Regions from separate parts of the Mus musculus genome. Here all the other regions are linked to region 1. A link is a contact called in public HiCAR-type and promoter capture Hi-C data. All regions are on one chromosome and are shown on one strand. Each heading gives the region's core, a stretch centred on a gene start, on an enhancer-like site or on the middle of the called end of the contact. The rest is flanking DNA. Distances are from core to core; before and after follow the strand shown. Region 1 holds the start of Ptrhd1 (peptidyl-tRNA hydrolase domain containing 1). Region 2 holds the start of Sf3b6 (splicing factor 3B, subunit 6). Region 3 holds the start of Pfn4 (profilin family, member 4).

The links. Promoter capture Hi-C pulls out the DNA fragments that hold promoters and counts their contacts. HiCAR-type assays count read pairs that join an accessible place to other places.
Region 2: a contact with region 1 is called in a promoter capture Hi-C map of pre-B cells. The contact joins the promoter of Sf3b6 here to the promoter of Ptrhd1 in region 1. A contact is called at or near these places in 11 of 39 promoter capture datasets (the 3T3-L1 cell line, the C10 cell line, cranial neural crest and 6 more), 9 of 484 Hi-C or Micro-C datasets (B cells, CD4 T cells, the G1E-ER4 cell line and 5 more), 11 of 115 datasets of contacts at active chromatin or transcription factors (the 230-238 cell line, astrocytes, bone marrow-derived macrophages and 7 more) and 3 of 9 other capture datasets (adipose tissue, liver and pancreatic islet).
Region 3: a contact with region 1 is called in a HiCAR-type map of astrocytes, with 4 times the contacts expected there. The contact joins the promoter of Pfn4 here to the promoter of Ptrhd1 in region 1. A contact is called at or near these places in 3 of 39 promoter capture datasets (liver, neural stem cells and pre-B cells), 3 of 484 Hi-C or Micro-C datasets (CD4 T cells, cardiomyocytes and uterus), 13 of 115 datasets of contacts at active chromatin or transcription factors (astrocytes, bone marrow-derived macrophages, cardiomyocytes and 10 more) and 3 of 9 other capture datasets (adipose tissue, liver and macrophages).

The regions. Positions count from the first base shown.
Region 1 is chr12:4,231,958-4,236,471 of GRCm38.p6, reverse strand. Ptrhd1 (peptidyl-tRNA hydrolase domain containing 1) reads right to left here and starts at 2,459. Exons shown (of 2, transcript NM_001204912.2): 1 at 2,194-2,459; 2 at 1-109. The coding sequence starts at 2,445. Cenpo (centromere protein O) reads left to right here and starts at 2,507. Exons shown (of 7, transcript NM_134046.6): 1 at 2,507-2,720; 2 at 2,815-2,941. The coding sequence starts at 2,896.
Region 2 is chr12:4,815,071-4,819,584 of GRCm38.p6, reverse strand. It overlaps Sf3b6 (splicing factor 3B, subunit 6), which reads right to left and starts at 1,977. Exons shown (of 4, transcript NM_025323.2): 1 at 1,766-1,977. The coding sequence starts at 1,795. It also overlaps the pseudogene Gm20348.
Region 3 is chr12:4,767,010-4,771,523 of GRCm38.p6, reverse strand. Pfn4 (profilin family, member 4) reads right to left here and starts at 2,229. Exons shown (of 4, transcript NM_028376.4): 1 at 1,255-2,229. The coding sequence starts at 1,371. It overlaps Fam228b (family with sequence similarity 228, member B), which reads left to right and starts at 2,290. Exons shown (of 7, transcript NM_175431.5): 1 at 2,290-2,618; 2 at 3,003-3,134. The coding sequence starts at 3,027.

The DNA.
Region 1 (4,514 bases), core at 1,210-3,709:
GGGCTATGCATGTGGCAATGTTCTCCGGCTGCTCCAGCCACAGCGTGTGGTCAATGTTCTTCTGCTGCAGGGTCTCAGCCAGCTCCTTCAAGGTGGTCTCATCAGCAGCCTACAAGTTGCAGAACACACAACACAGACTGAATGACCCATTTAGGAAGTGTCAGAAGGTCACAAGAGTGGGGACGGGCTCTGTAACTGGAGCTGTGGCTCCACCAAAGAACTGTAGAGCAACAGTTGTGCCCATTGGTTTGCTATTTCCTTTTTTTAGGATCTTACAGAAGTGGCTAGGAAGGGGCTGAGAAGGAGGCTCGATACCCTGTTAATAAAATGCAATTCTCTTTTTTGTATTGAATTCTGCTATATAGTTTCTAGTTCCCTATGGCTGGCGCCTACTGCAGCTCACCTTCACCCTTAAGCTATCTGTGACTCAGCTGACCACTGGGAAGACTTCTAAAATTACATATACTTTCCTTCTCCCTCTCTCATCCCCTCAGGCCCAAGCCTAAGTTGATGCAGGACACATCTCTCAACTATTTGATATAAGAGGGCTCAGTCCACTGTGGGCAGTACCATCCCTAGGCAAATTGGCCTTAAGTGTATAAGTAAAATAGTTGAAGGTCAGGAGAGCCAGTAAACAGTGTTCCTCTGTGGTTTCTGCTTCAAGATTTCTGCCTTAAGTTCCTGCTTTGGCTTCTCTAGATGATTGATGTAACCTGTAAGGTGTAATAAATCCTTTCCTTCCCAAGTTGATTTTTTTTTGGCCATGGTATTTTTCTCAGCAACAAAAAGCAAACTAGAATATTATATTATGCATGCACACTGAGAATAACTTGTAAGATTTGTTTTTGTTTTTTTTTTCTTCCCATCAAGTGAGTCCAGGGATAGAACTAGGGTTGTCAGACTTGGTGGCATATGCCTTTACCCAATGAGCCATCTCACCAACCCTTTTCATCTACCCTATTATATGCTTTTTGGTCAGCAGAATAGGATCTAAGGCCAACAGGATCTTGACCTGGATACAAATACAACTTTTTTAAATTCCAGGAGATCTAGGAGAAGGCTTTCTGGTAAAGAATATCATATGGTCCTAACCCTTAAGAGTTAGTCCAGGAGCTGAGGAGATGCTCCGTGTCCAGAGGACCAGAGTTCAGTTCCTAGAACCCACAGTGGGATGTTCTCACTGCCTATAACTGCAGAAGAGCCTACATCCTACTCTGTCCTCCCATGTGCATACGTCCCACAGACACACACACCTACACGTCTGCACCCATGTGCATACGTCCCACAGACACACACACCTACACGTCTGCACCCATGTGCATATGTCCCACAGACACACACACCTACACAGAATTTAAGTAGATCTTTAAAAAAGGGTTAATCAAATGCGTATGTAAATCACCAAGATGGGAAAGGACCCCTCAGAAAGTTGAACACAGATGTAGGTTGGCACGTTGGTCCCTTTGGCCATTGTTCCTCCACTCTCACCCCTTTGCCAGTGTTTTCCTGGATAAAGATTTCTCTAGAGAAGCAGGTGCTATGTAAATGTCAGTTAGGAGACTTGAGACTCAGAGCTTCTGAAAAACATACTCCTTTTCCCCACTCACTGAGCATTTCTCCTTTTAAATAAACAGCCTCTATTTCTTACTAACAATATTAAGGCAGTGCTAATTTTAGGCCCAGCTTTTTTCTTTTTCTTTCTTTTTTTTTTTTTTTTTTTTTTTTTTTTTGAGACAGGGTTTCTCTGTATAGCCCTGGCTGTTCTGGAACTCACTTTGTAGCCCAGGCTGGCCTCGAACTCAGAAATCTGCCTGCCTCTGCCTCCCAAGTGCTGGGATTAAAGGCGTGCGCCACCTCGCCCGGCTAGGCCCAGTTTTAAAAGGCAGATTGGTGCACAGGCATAAGCGCCACGCTTTCCCCAGCTTCGTTCCCAGGGATCTAAGGGACACTGGAACAACCAATTTCTGGTGAACGCTGTGATAGCAGGGTCTGCGTCGGTTCTTCACAGTCATGCTCTGCCAAAGGGAAGGTTCACTGCGTAGCGCAGACCATTCCCAAACTCTTAGTGATCCCTCCTACAATCATGCCACACGTACTTCCGGAAGCTAAGGGTTGGGCCCAAGAGCAGATCTACTTCCGGCCTCGGCACCCCACCCCCGTTTAGGGTCCCTCCGGATACTCCCCACGCCTCACCTCGAGAACCACCTTGCGCATGCGCCCCAGCTCCCGGAGATAAGCTGCCGTGTGCGGATGGTCTCGATGAAGGTGCAAGGCTGCTGTGGCGGCGTGACAAGCCTGCGCTACCAGTGCGCCGGTGGGCCAGGAAAAGGGAGCCTGAGATAGATCCTTTCGTAATACTAAGTACTGTACAAGGATCTGTGGCTCCACCCCAGAGCATGCCATCTTCCTGATCATCAGACTGGCCGGACGTACCTTGCGGTGCATGCTGGGATTAGTGTGGAGCTGCTGGGCGCCACCATGTTCGTGTACGGCGGAAGCACAAAGCACTCTGGGATCAGTGGGTTACGTTGTTACTTCAGTTGCTCTCGGCGGGAATTCTTAAACTGCATCCTGAGTGAGGGAGCTTTGGCGAGAAAGCAAGACCCAGTGGTAGACAGATTAGCATTACTGTACAGCTTCTTTGGGTGTTCGAGGAAGCCCGGCTGGACCATAGTGGCCACGGCGGTGAGGTAGGCGTGGACAGGGCTGACCAGTCCAAGGTAAGGGACGCCAGCGGGGACACTTTGCTTATCCCGGGACTGTCAGGCAATAGTGGCAATAGATTGGTGATTGCGTGTCTTTTACTATTTACAGTTAAGGACGTTCGGGTCCATGTTAACCCTGCCTTGTACGTCCAGCATCGTAAGAAAAAACACTTGAGAACCCGAAGAGGAGATGGAGTCTGCAAATACTTTGTGTCCAGGCAGGAAGTGCAAAGGAGGTATTCAAAGGGGTTTGGCTTTCTCTGTACCACAGTGTTTCCAGACTTTATTGCAAAGGAAGGGACACTGTAAGGCAGTAACTTTGGCGATTAGATATGGATTTGATTCAGGGCTCTATCTTAGGAAATTTTGTGGCTTGGACACATTATAGTTCTGCCTCATTTTCTTTCTCCTTTAAACAAAACTTAATGTGAAAGCATCATGTGGGTTGAAATTGTTACTAAAAACTAAAAGTTTGATGACTTAATTGTTAAAAATATGTTGCAATCAAGTATAATCCATACCCTAGAACTAAATTACTATGTAATCCCAAATTTGCCAGTAACTTGCCCTTCTGTGTGTCAGCACACCTGGCTAAACAAGTGACGAGTGAAAGTTTGTGAATAATCATCAAACTTCGACAGGTCAATTATTCTCCAGTTCCCTTGTCATCTCCAATCCAAAAGATTGAAACATTTAGTTATGATTATGTTGGTTTTCTCTCTCTGCTTGGCAATTACCACTGCTTATCGTGTGAACTTGGAGAGGAACTAAATACAGCAGAGAGAAGGAACTGCTGTGCTCAGGCTCCAGAGGAAATAAAAGAAGTCAGGAGTCAGTAACGGGAAGAAAAGCAAGTGAAGGGCCAACATGCTGCCTACTGTGGCTCTCTCTTGATCTTATGCAAGTTGGTTTGTTTGTTTTTTAAAGGAGCTATACACTAGTAATTTGATGTCTAGCCTTGGCTGGATAGATGAATGAGCCAGGTCTGGGCTGTCCCAAGACAAATGAAGAAAGGATTTTTGTGAATGTATATTCTTGTGAACCCTGCAAAGTAAATATTGGATCTGCTTAAGGAAACTAGTTACATGAGGTGAAGCATTGGACTTCTCTAGGGAGGTTTCATCTGGGTTGTGGGAAAGCATGGAGAATCGGCCTTTCCCACCATAGATTTGTGCTTCTGTGATAAGCAGGCTTAGATGAAATGCTGCTGCCCACAAAGCAAGCAGTAGACAAATCAGGAGTCTCTTGTTCTTTTCAAGTGAGCGTACTAATTAGTGGGTGTTTTTACACCAGTGGCCAGCAGAGAGGTTAATGGTCTCTGGTTTGGTTATTTGGGCCTATGGCTTTATAAATTTATGGCAGACCAGTTGTGATGGTACATGTCTTTGATCCCAGCACTCTGGGTGGAAGCAGGTGGATCTCTGTGAGTTCAAGGACAGCCTGATCTACATAGTGAATTCTGGGCCAGTCGTGTAGGAAAGACCCTGTCTCAATAAACAGATAAATAAATAAATATGCCCTAGATATATGAGTTATCTATTGTGACGACTGTTTTTGGTTGTCAACTTGATGCAACCTGTGAAGAGGGAACCTCAATTGTTAAGGAATTAACTCATCAGATTGGTCTATGGGCAGTTTCTTTAGGGCGTTTTTTTTTTTTTTTTTATTGCTTCTTAATTGGAAGAGCACCTAACCCATTGCGGCAGGTGGTCCTCGGTGGTATATGAAAGCTAACTGAGCAGTAGCAGGAAGCTAATAAGCTTGTTGCTCTATGGTCTCTGCTTCAGTTCCTGCCCTGAGTTCTTGCCA
Region 2 (4,514 bases), core at 728-3,227, 580 kb before region 1:
CTCTTAGCCTTCTTCCTCTACAGCTGACTCACACGTCCCTCTTTGCTACTACAGTCAATTACATACCAGACAAAACATTTTCTTTCTTTCTTTCTTTTTTTTTTTTTTTGGTTTTATGAGGCAGGGTGTCTCTGTGTAGCCCTGGCTGTTCTGGAACTCACTCTGTAGACCAGGCTGGCCTCGAACTCAGAAATCCGCCTGCCTTTGCCTCCCGAGTGCTGGGATAAAAGACATGCGCCGCCACCACCATGCCCAGCTCAGACAAAACATTTTCAGTAATCACTTATTAAACCAACACGGCTTTTGGTATGAAGCTAAGCATTATATGAATGAAAGGATAAGATATTTGCCCTCAGGCTGGTGAGCTGGCCCTCGCCAGCAAGCCTGGTGAGCTGTCAATCCCTGGAATCCACATGGAGAGAACCGACTCCCACAAATTGTCGTCTGGCCTCTACATGTGCACATACAATAATAAACAAACATGAAAGTAAAAACGCTTATCCCTACCTTCAAATGAGTAGTGGTGATAATTAGACAGACTATAAAAGTTTAAGATTTCCAGGTCAAGTTTGATAATCAACAACTGCCACACAAATATATTTCTCCAGTAAATCTGCTTTTTCACTGTGTAAAACACTGTGTATGTCTCTCTCTTCTCTCCTAAAACTTCACCATCATCATCCCCTGTAAAATTTGAAAAGGCTCTATACTCTTCTCAGCCAACATAGGATATGACCCGGGGCTCCACACTTCTTGAAGAAAACAGATATGATCAAATGGTAACTATATATTCCTATTGTAAACTTTATCCATCTATGTCCATCCAACCATTTTTTTCTTCTATTGGTGTACCAACCACTCCCCTCTTTACTTATTTTTGGTTGTCATGGTTTGAGGTGCTGGGAGTCAAATCCAGACTCACGCCCACTAGGCAATCACTGAGCCACATTCCAGTTTTACTCTGGAATCTTACATATCAGGTCTCTACCATTATGTTGGCTCACTCTCGTTGGTCTATAAAAAGCACTGTAGGTATCTTTAAAACAATTCAATTTCTCTATTAATAAGAAAAATCATAGAATCAGCTCTACAGTTTTGTCCTAACTCCTACCATCTTTTTATTTTACAGGAACTAAGTTTTCATTCACTGAAATGATTCACATAATCGCGGTTGCCCAAAATCTTCATCAGGATATCCAATGGTCAATTATGTGTCTTTGTTTTGGTGTGATTCTAAGTTTTAACCACTTCTTAATTTCCTGAAAGATGTTTTTTTTTTTCCTTAAAGGTTTTGGTAACACTCACTGACAACAGTAGAACATAAGCCCGACTAGTCCTTTACACAGTAGTGTTGAATAAACCCAACTGATGAATTGCTTCCCGTTTGTAAGACAAGAGACAAAGCAGGTGCTTACATAATATTAATAGAGGATTCCCAAAGTTCTACATTCGAGAAAAATCCCAGGCTCCAGCTGGCAAGGAACCAAATAGTTACTCCGTATGTCTTTTTGGACTCAGAAGAGCCTAACGCCTGGTCCTAGGCGTTACGAGGTCACTGATGCCAGGGGGCTCTCAATAGGGGTGGGGCGAAAAGTCGCTCAAAGAACACACCCCTGAGGACGAGCCCAGGACAGAACCTCCTTTGACAGAACTGATAACAAGCTTCCCCAACTATGGGCGGAGGGACAAAAAACGCTCCCCAGGCACGCAGCAACAGTCAAGCAACAACATCGCTTCCCTGTCACGCAGAAAGCGGGGTACTCACATTCGCCCTCTTAGCCGCTTGCATCGCCATCTTGGCGGGCTGATGTAGGTTACCGTAAGATCCCTCTGGATATTTCTAAACCTGATCGCCTTCGTGGGCGACACGGCGTCAGATACAGAGTATTTACAGCCAGGTAGCGCCGGAAGCTTTTACAGCAATGCCGGAAAGTCCGCGTCTCAAATTAGGACGCGTTTACTTCCTAGAAAAGATGCTCCAAGTCACACTACAGAGAACGCATTCTCAAGCCGGAAAGCGAACTAGCAAGCTCCAGAACGCTTCCGGATTGCGGACCGGAAGGGGCGGGGCGAATGCCAAGGGAAGGGAGGTGTTCCGCTTGAGGGGGTGTGGCTTAAGGAGCGAGGGGCGGGGTCCATGAGAGAGATCAGACCCAGAGCCTGCGATTTAGCGCGCCCAGGTCTCGGAGAGGAACCCGGCTCGCCAGCGCTTCCAACAGAGGTCCCAATCTGAACTTTGCTCGGAAGGCCGATCCCGGGGCCCTGGGCCTCAGGTCGCGCTTCACCTGACCGTCGAACTCCCTCACCCGGTTCCCGCGGCCCCTGTCCACGCAAACAGAGCACACAACCCGTCACATGCATCTTTTTATTTCCTTAGACCAGCTTTACAGGACATGGGAAGAGAGGCCACTTCCGAGTTTGCTCGGAGGTCCTCCTTCACTAGGGCAGCTCCAAGACGATTTTGCCCGCGCTCCTGTTAGCCCCCACATATTAGCCACTTGAATATAAGTTGCCGGGTAGACTCTATCAAGAACCAGCAGCAGACGTTGGGGGCTGTTTGCAGAGAAAGGCAGAATCTGCTCCGTGGAGGTTTTCACCGGCGTTTGTACTAAGGAAAAGATTATCAGCCTGAAGAAAGGCCTTAACCCTGTTATTCTCCATCCTGCCTAGCCCTAATGTTTTGAGTATCTAAAACAGCACACCCTTTCACTTCCCATCAGGAAAGAGCATGCTTTCAAATGTGCACCCTCATTCTGTACCAGGTAAGACTGAAGGCTGCAGTAAAATACTAGTGCAAGTGACAGACTTACATAGCTTAACACAAAAGGAATGCTGAAGCCTTATCGCTGCGAAACTGATGGGATATACTCCCAAAGCTGGCTCCTTCTATGATGCTACAGAGGATTTTAGGAACATAAACCTGTCGAAGGTCCAAGCTTACATAGGCTTTTTTGGTATACTGAGAAGAGGTCTACCCTGAAAACAAAGCCGTGGGCCTATGTGAAGACTTAATACTGTGGCCATGTTTTTGCTCATTCTGATAGAAACATATAAATATGAAGTATAGAAATACGTGGGAGGGTTTAGAGAATTAATTATCTGAACACAGTTACCAATTGGTACACAAGGTAGCAGACTTATTTATAGGCTCCCTAAAGCAAGCTGTTTGTACAAAGGCAGTTTTCTGGGTGACAATCCTACTTTCTTTCACTTACCACCCACCTCATTATCCCTAGATCGAGCAAACTAGTGATCCGACTACCTCATTTAAAAAGTAGTTTTAAAGGCTGGGCGTGGTGGCGCACGCCTTTAATCCCAGCACTCTGGAGGCAGAGGCAGGCAGATTTCTGAGTTCAAGGCCAGCCTGGTCTACAAAGTGAGTTCCAGGATAACCAGGGCTATACCGAGAAACTCTGTCTCAAAAAACAAACAAACAAAAAAACCCAAACAAACAAAGAAGTAGTTTTAAAAACAGGGCCCACTAAAACTAACAACAGCTCCTACTATTAAGCCACAGAGAGCCCAGCAACCATCAAGAGCTGGGCAGTTGACATTCTTCTCCTAATAGGATCAGCACCTTCCAAAGGAGAGAGATTGGTAGTCATGTTAAACGCAAGCATTGGTACTCATAAGGTTTCAAGGTATATCTCTGGACATGTGAGTAAAGATAAACATAGGTGTGGCTGTGCGTGCCTATAACCCCAGCACGTGGAGTTTGAAGCAGGGAAAGCTCGAGCTTAAGGCTAGCCTGGGCTACCTATTGAGGCCTTGCCTGAAAATAACAAATCACTACAAGCGCAGGAGGCAAGTACGGTTGGACCTGAAGCACTGGCCATAGAAAGACTGTAGTGAGTGGAATTATAATAGCATGTGTTACATCGTGCATAGAAAGACTGTAGTGAGTGGAATTATAATAGCATGTGTTACATCGTGCATAGAAAGACTGTAGTGAGTGGAATTATAATAGCATGTGTTACATCGTGCATAGAAAGACTGTAGTGAGTGGAATTATAATAGCATGTGTTACATCGTGCATAGAAAGACTGTAGTGAGTGGAATTATAATAGCATGTGTTACTTTGTGCATCTCCTACCTGAGTCCCTGTTCCCCACCTTATCACAGAGGTGGGAATAACTACACCAACACCTGGTATTTTGTCTCATCCCCCCCCCCCCCAATAAATCCATTCCCACGGCAGCCAGGCATGGGTAAGAGTGGAAAAGAGGAAGTCCTGTTCCAGACCCAGAGCAGACTGATCGTCCACATCTAACTTAGCGGGTCTGTGTAGTGAAAACTTTGGTCTCTTTGACAATCACAGACATATTATGGGAATATGTTTTCATTTTCATCCAGGTGAGGCCTATGGGCTGCTTTAGATTGTCCACAGCCGCTGACTAGGACTGGCCTTGTGCTCCTGCGGGGGTGGGATTTGTCAGCTGCAGGCAGTTTCTGAGACCACATGATGTTTAGAATTCTGGGGACTCCTCCTTCAAAGGGAAATGTAAATGCTAGGG
Region 3 (4,514 bases), core at 980-3,479, 540 kb before region 1:
GTTCTAGAGACCTGAAACCCTCTTTTGCCCTCTGCAGGCACTGCATACACATGGTGCATGAACATACATGCAGACAAAACACACCCATACACATCAAACACGTCTTTACAGTTATGTATCTGTGTGTGTGTGTGTGTGAGACAAACTTATAAGAGAGGAGGAGGATCTCTTAAGGAATGTGGGAAACAGGATAATGGAATACACATGATAAGAAAACAGAAGAATTAAGGGAGGAAGAGAACCAGCTGAAGCTGGAGAGGGTGGATAGAAGGCCCTTGGGGATGAATGAAAACAAGGTATAGTGTCATATAGGATCAGGATGTGCTTTGCTCTAAGTTACTCTATATTTTGTAAAACAGTGGTTTTTCAGTGTGTCTTGCCCCGAGAGACTCTATTTTGAAGATGGAGGATGACTTCATACCTGGATGGACACAGGAACAGTAGGTCTATCAAGAACCACCCACTCAACCCAGACTGAAAAAATGACTTATTTCTGGGAGTAGAGAGAATGCTGAAATAGCAGAGGCATATGGACATATTAAAATCGTATCAGAAAAAACAGGCCCAAGAAACTACCATATACAACAGAGCAAAGAATGGGTGTGTCTTCCTTACCTGGCTCCCTAAAGAAGCAAACACCTAGCACTGAGATGGTATTAGTTCCTACTGCCCTGGACTTGCCCCATCTATCAGTCTACCAATCTGTCTGGACCCATCTTGGTTCCTTTATTCCTGGAGTTGGTTTCAACTCTGCGGCTTCAGTTTCAAACTTGAGATCTGAAGGAGCCTTAAGTCATCACTACAGCTTCTCCAGACTCTTTCCCGAAGCTCTGGTACTGTTAATTTATCAACAAATATCAAATATCTAATGATATTTCTACCAACTGCCCTGCTTTTCAGAACTTCTGAAAATTCTTGATCTCTGCTGTGGCCTCATAACACTTTATTGCCAATCTGTAACACTGTGTGTGTGTGTGTGTGTGTGTAATCCATGAGTTGATATTAGTAATTAAGATAGCAGAATAAGAATCTGTGCTTACCCGTGAGGTTACCAAAGAAAGCAGGCATATGTATGAAATTGTTGCCACAGAAACTATCGTACTTTGTGAATTTATCATTACTCAATAAATTCTGACATTGTTGAAACATGTTCGGATGTTACATAGCTTACAACACATACATGAAGATAACATATAAAATCCAACACTCTATATGCTAACCTAAAAAATATTTTTAAGAAGCTTTCACCCTTACACTAAATCCTGGTGATGTCACACACAGGGTCTTTTCCTGGAGTTTGATGAGGGCTGCGCTGTCCACGTGTTTCGTCCCCAGCAGGGTATCTAACAGTAAGTTCTGCAAGTGACTCATGCTTCTTCGGCTCTGAACCAGAACCTGCAGCTGAAGACTCCACGAGGGACAATACAAGTGCTTCTTGTGTACGTTCCAGCTTATTATCAGTGTGTGTCCTCTAAAACGGTGGACGAGTGAAAATAGTGGTCCATCATCCAGGGTTCACCAGTACTCAGAGGGGAAGAAAAACTATTATAGAAAAATCAGAATTCACAGAATGGTTTATGAAGGTGAGTTTGAAAAAAAAATCAGAGCCTCAATATTTTTATCTATTTAATGATTTACCTGAGATTTAAAAACAAAGGTCTATGCCTATTATTTTGGGTACTCTAAGGGCAGGAAGGTCACAAGTTCAAGGCCAAAGAGACCCTGTCTTAGAAAAATAAAGATCTGCGAATAAGTCCTCCATTCAATTCTCAGCTCCGCAAAAATGAACAAACAAATAAATAAAAGTAAAATAAAGTAAAAACAAAAAAAAGCAACCAGTTATCCACAAAATCTCAAAACCACTCAAGGTGCACCACCGATTTAAAAAAGATACTCTTTTCATTCCTCCTCCTTGGCCAGCATCAACGCTGTAGACAAGACACCGGTCAACAAACCTGAGCTCTAAGACCACCTTGGAGGCTCTTTAGAGCTACATTTACTGCTCATGTGCTGCCATCTTGGACGGCCCTCAAAGGGTCAACCGCCACAAACACTCTTTTGCCGCAGGTTCCTAGTAAGGCGAACGACTCTCTCCCGCCGCTGCCTTCGGAGGACTAATTGATGGGAGGCCGGTAGCCTAACTGAATCCTGAGTCCTGGAGGCCGGGAACTAAACACAGAGTAGGGGCTACAAGAGGAGACGAGGCTCCGCTAGGGGCGGGCGTAGCACGGATCTGAAAAGCTGATTGGCTGCGATAGCTGCCTGTTAGCGCGAGACAGTTCCACTGCCTCCTTTTCGACTCGCCTCGCTCCCAGGCCAGAGGGCTGCACTGCTCCGTGCTGTTCGGCGAGGTGCGCGCGCGTTCTCGTCTTCCCGCTGGCCGAGGGGCGCGTAGGGGTGGCGCCGCGTCCCAGGAGACAGAGGTCCGAACGCCCGCGCGTTCCGAATCCAAGGTCTCGGGCTGAGGCCGCGGGCTCACTGTGGTGCGGAGAGCCGAAGGGCAGGCCCACCGCCAGAGGGGGCTGAAGGACCTGTGGAAGCCTGCGCGGCAGGACGGCCCGCGCACGCGGTCTGTGTCGGAGCCGGCGAATCGCGAATCGGGGGCCCGGTACTCCCGGGTGAGCGGGCCTGGTACCCTAGATTCATCATGGGCGCAGACCCACAAGTCTTCTTCTCCCTCACATGCAGGCCCCGGGGAGGGCTTTGGATCTCTTGGAGCTTGAAGGTCCCAAATTCCCTTCTTTCTCTAAGTTCATTTGTCAGTAGCTTGAAAGCGGCAACTCATCAGCATTCATGTCATATCAAACCTAGAAAACTGCTGGGAACTAGATTCCTAGCCAGGAGGGCTTCAAGAGAGCCCTGTTTCAAGCCAATTGGAAGGGACACATGGACGGGCAGTTTTCCAAGACTCGTTCCCTAAGTGCCCAAGGTCATGAGTGTTGATTATTAAACCGCGGAGAAAATTACTGTGAATTTTAATTACAAAATAAATGCTATTTTAGCTTTTCTAGGGACTGTGTTACTTGATGACCACAATGAAAAATAGGAGCCAAGATGATATGGTGACGGGCACACTCCCCAAGCTCAAGAGCTCCAAAGAATGGTTGGAACCACAGTCGCTTTCTTTTATGGAGGTACAGTTGTATGACTGTTGAGGTCCTTGCTTAGAGATGTGCCTTGTGCATAAGTTTTATTTTTCTTTCTATTTTACTCTATTGGATAGAACCTATCTATCCCCATTAACTCTACTAACTTTGTTACTTACTTACTTTGCTCTTTAAGAGCTTAAAGTAGAATCATATACCATTGATTATAAATTTTAACAATATAACAAAGCTGATAAAAACCTACTTAAAGCCGGGCGTGGTGGCACACGCCTTTAATCCCAGCACTCGGGAGGCAGAGGCAGGTGGATTTCTGAGTTCAAGGCCAGCCTGGTCTAGAGAGTGAGTTCCAGGACAGCCAGGGTTACACAGGGAAACCCTGTCTCGAAAAACCAACCAACCAACCAAAAACCCCTATTTAAACCTGGATATGTTGTATTTTTCTTCCTAAAGAGTTTTATTAAGGTATAATTGGTGTAAAATAAATACACTTGAAATGCATAACGATAAATTTTAACGTGTGTATGTTCCTGAAGCCAGTTTTACACATCAAGATAACAAATACATTGACTGCTCCCAGTTTTCTCATCAAGTTCTTTTGGAGTACCCCCTCACACTTCCCTCATTTCCTGTAACCATTCTGTCATTATGGTTTTGCTTATTTTAAAAAAATTTTATGCAGTGAAAACTTATGTATTCTTTTTTGGTTTGTTTCTTGTTTGTTTGAGACAGGGTTTTGTTTGTTTGTTTGAGACAGGATTTTGCTGTATAACCCTGGCTGTCCTGGAACTCGCTTTGTAGACCAGGCTGGTCTGAAAAATCAGAGATCTGCCTGCCTCTGCCTCCCGAGTGCCTGGCTCCTATGTATGCTTTTTTTGTTTTTGTTTTTTCGAGACAGGGTTTCTCTGTGTAACCCTGGCTGTCCTGGAACTCACTCTGTAGACCAGGCTGGCCTTGAACTCAGAAATCCACCTGCCTCTGCCTCCCGAGTGCTGGGATTAAAGGCTTGAGCCCCACCGCCTGGCTCAGTTTCCTTTTTAGTCTATTCCCAAGGATATATAACTTCTACCACTCTCTTAATTCCAGAATTTTTTCATCATTCCTAAAAACCAACTATATTCATTGGCAGTCTTCTTTCTTTGCCCTCTAGTTATTGGTAACAGTAATCTACTTTCTAACTCTGTAGATTTGCATATTCTGGACATTTATACAAATGAGACCTATGTAATATGTGATCCTTTGTGACTGGCTTCTTTCATGTGGAATAATGCTTTCAAGGTTCATCCATGTTGTACCATTTGTTACTGCATGGTCTTTTAAATTATACATTGCATGTGGACAGGTGTTCGTGAAGGTCAGAAGGAGGTGTTGGGTTCTGTGGAACTGGGATGGTTTTAAGCTGCCTGATGA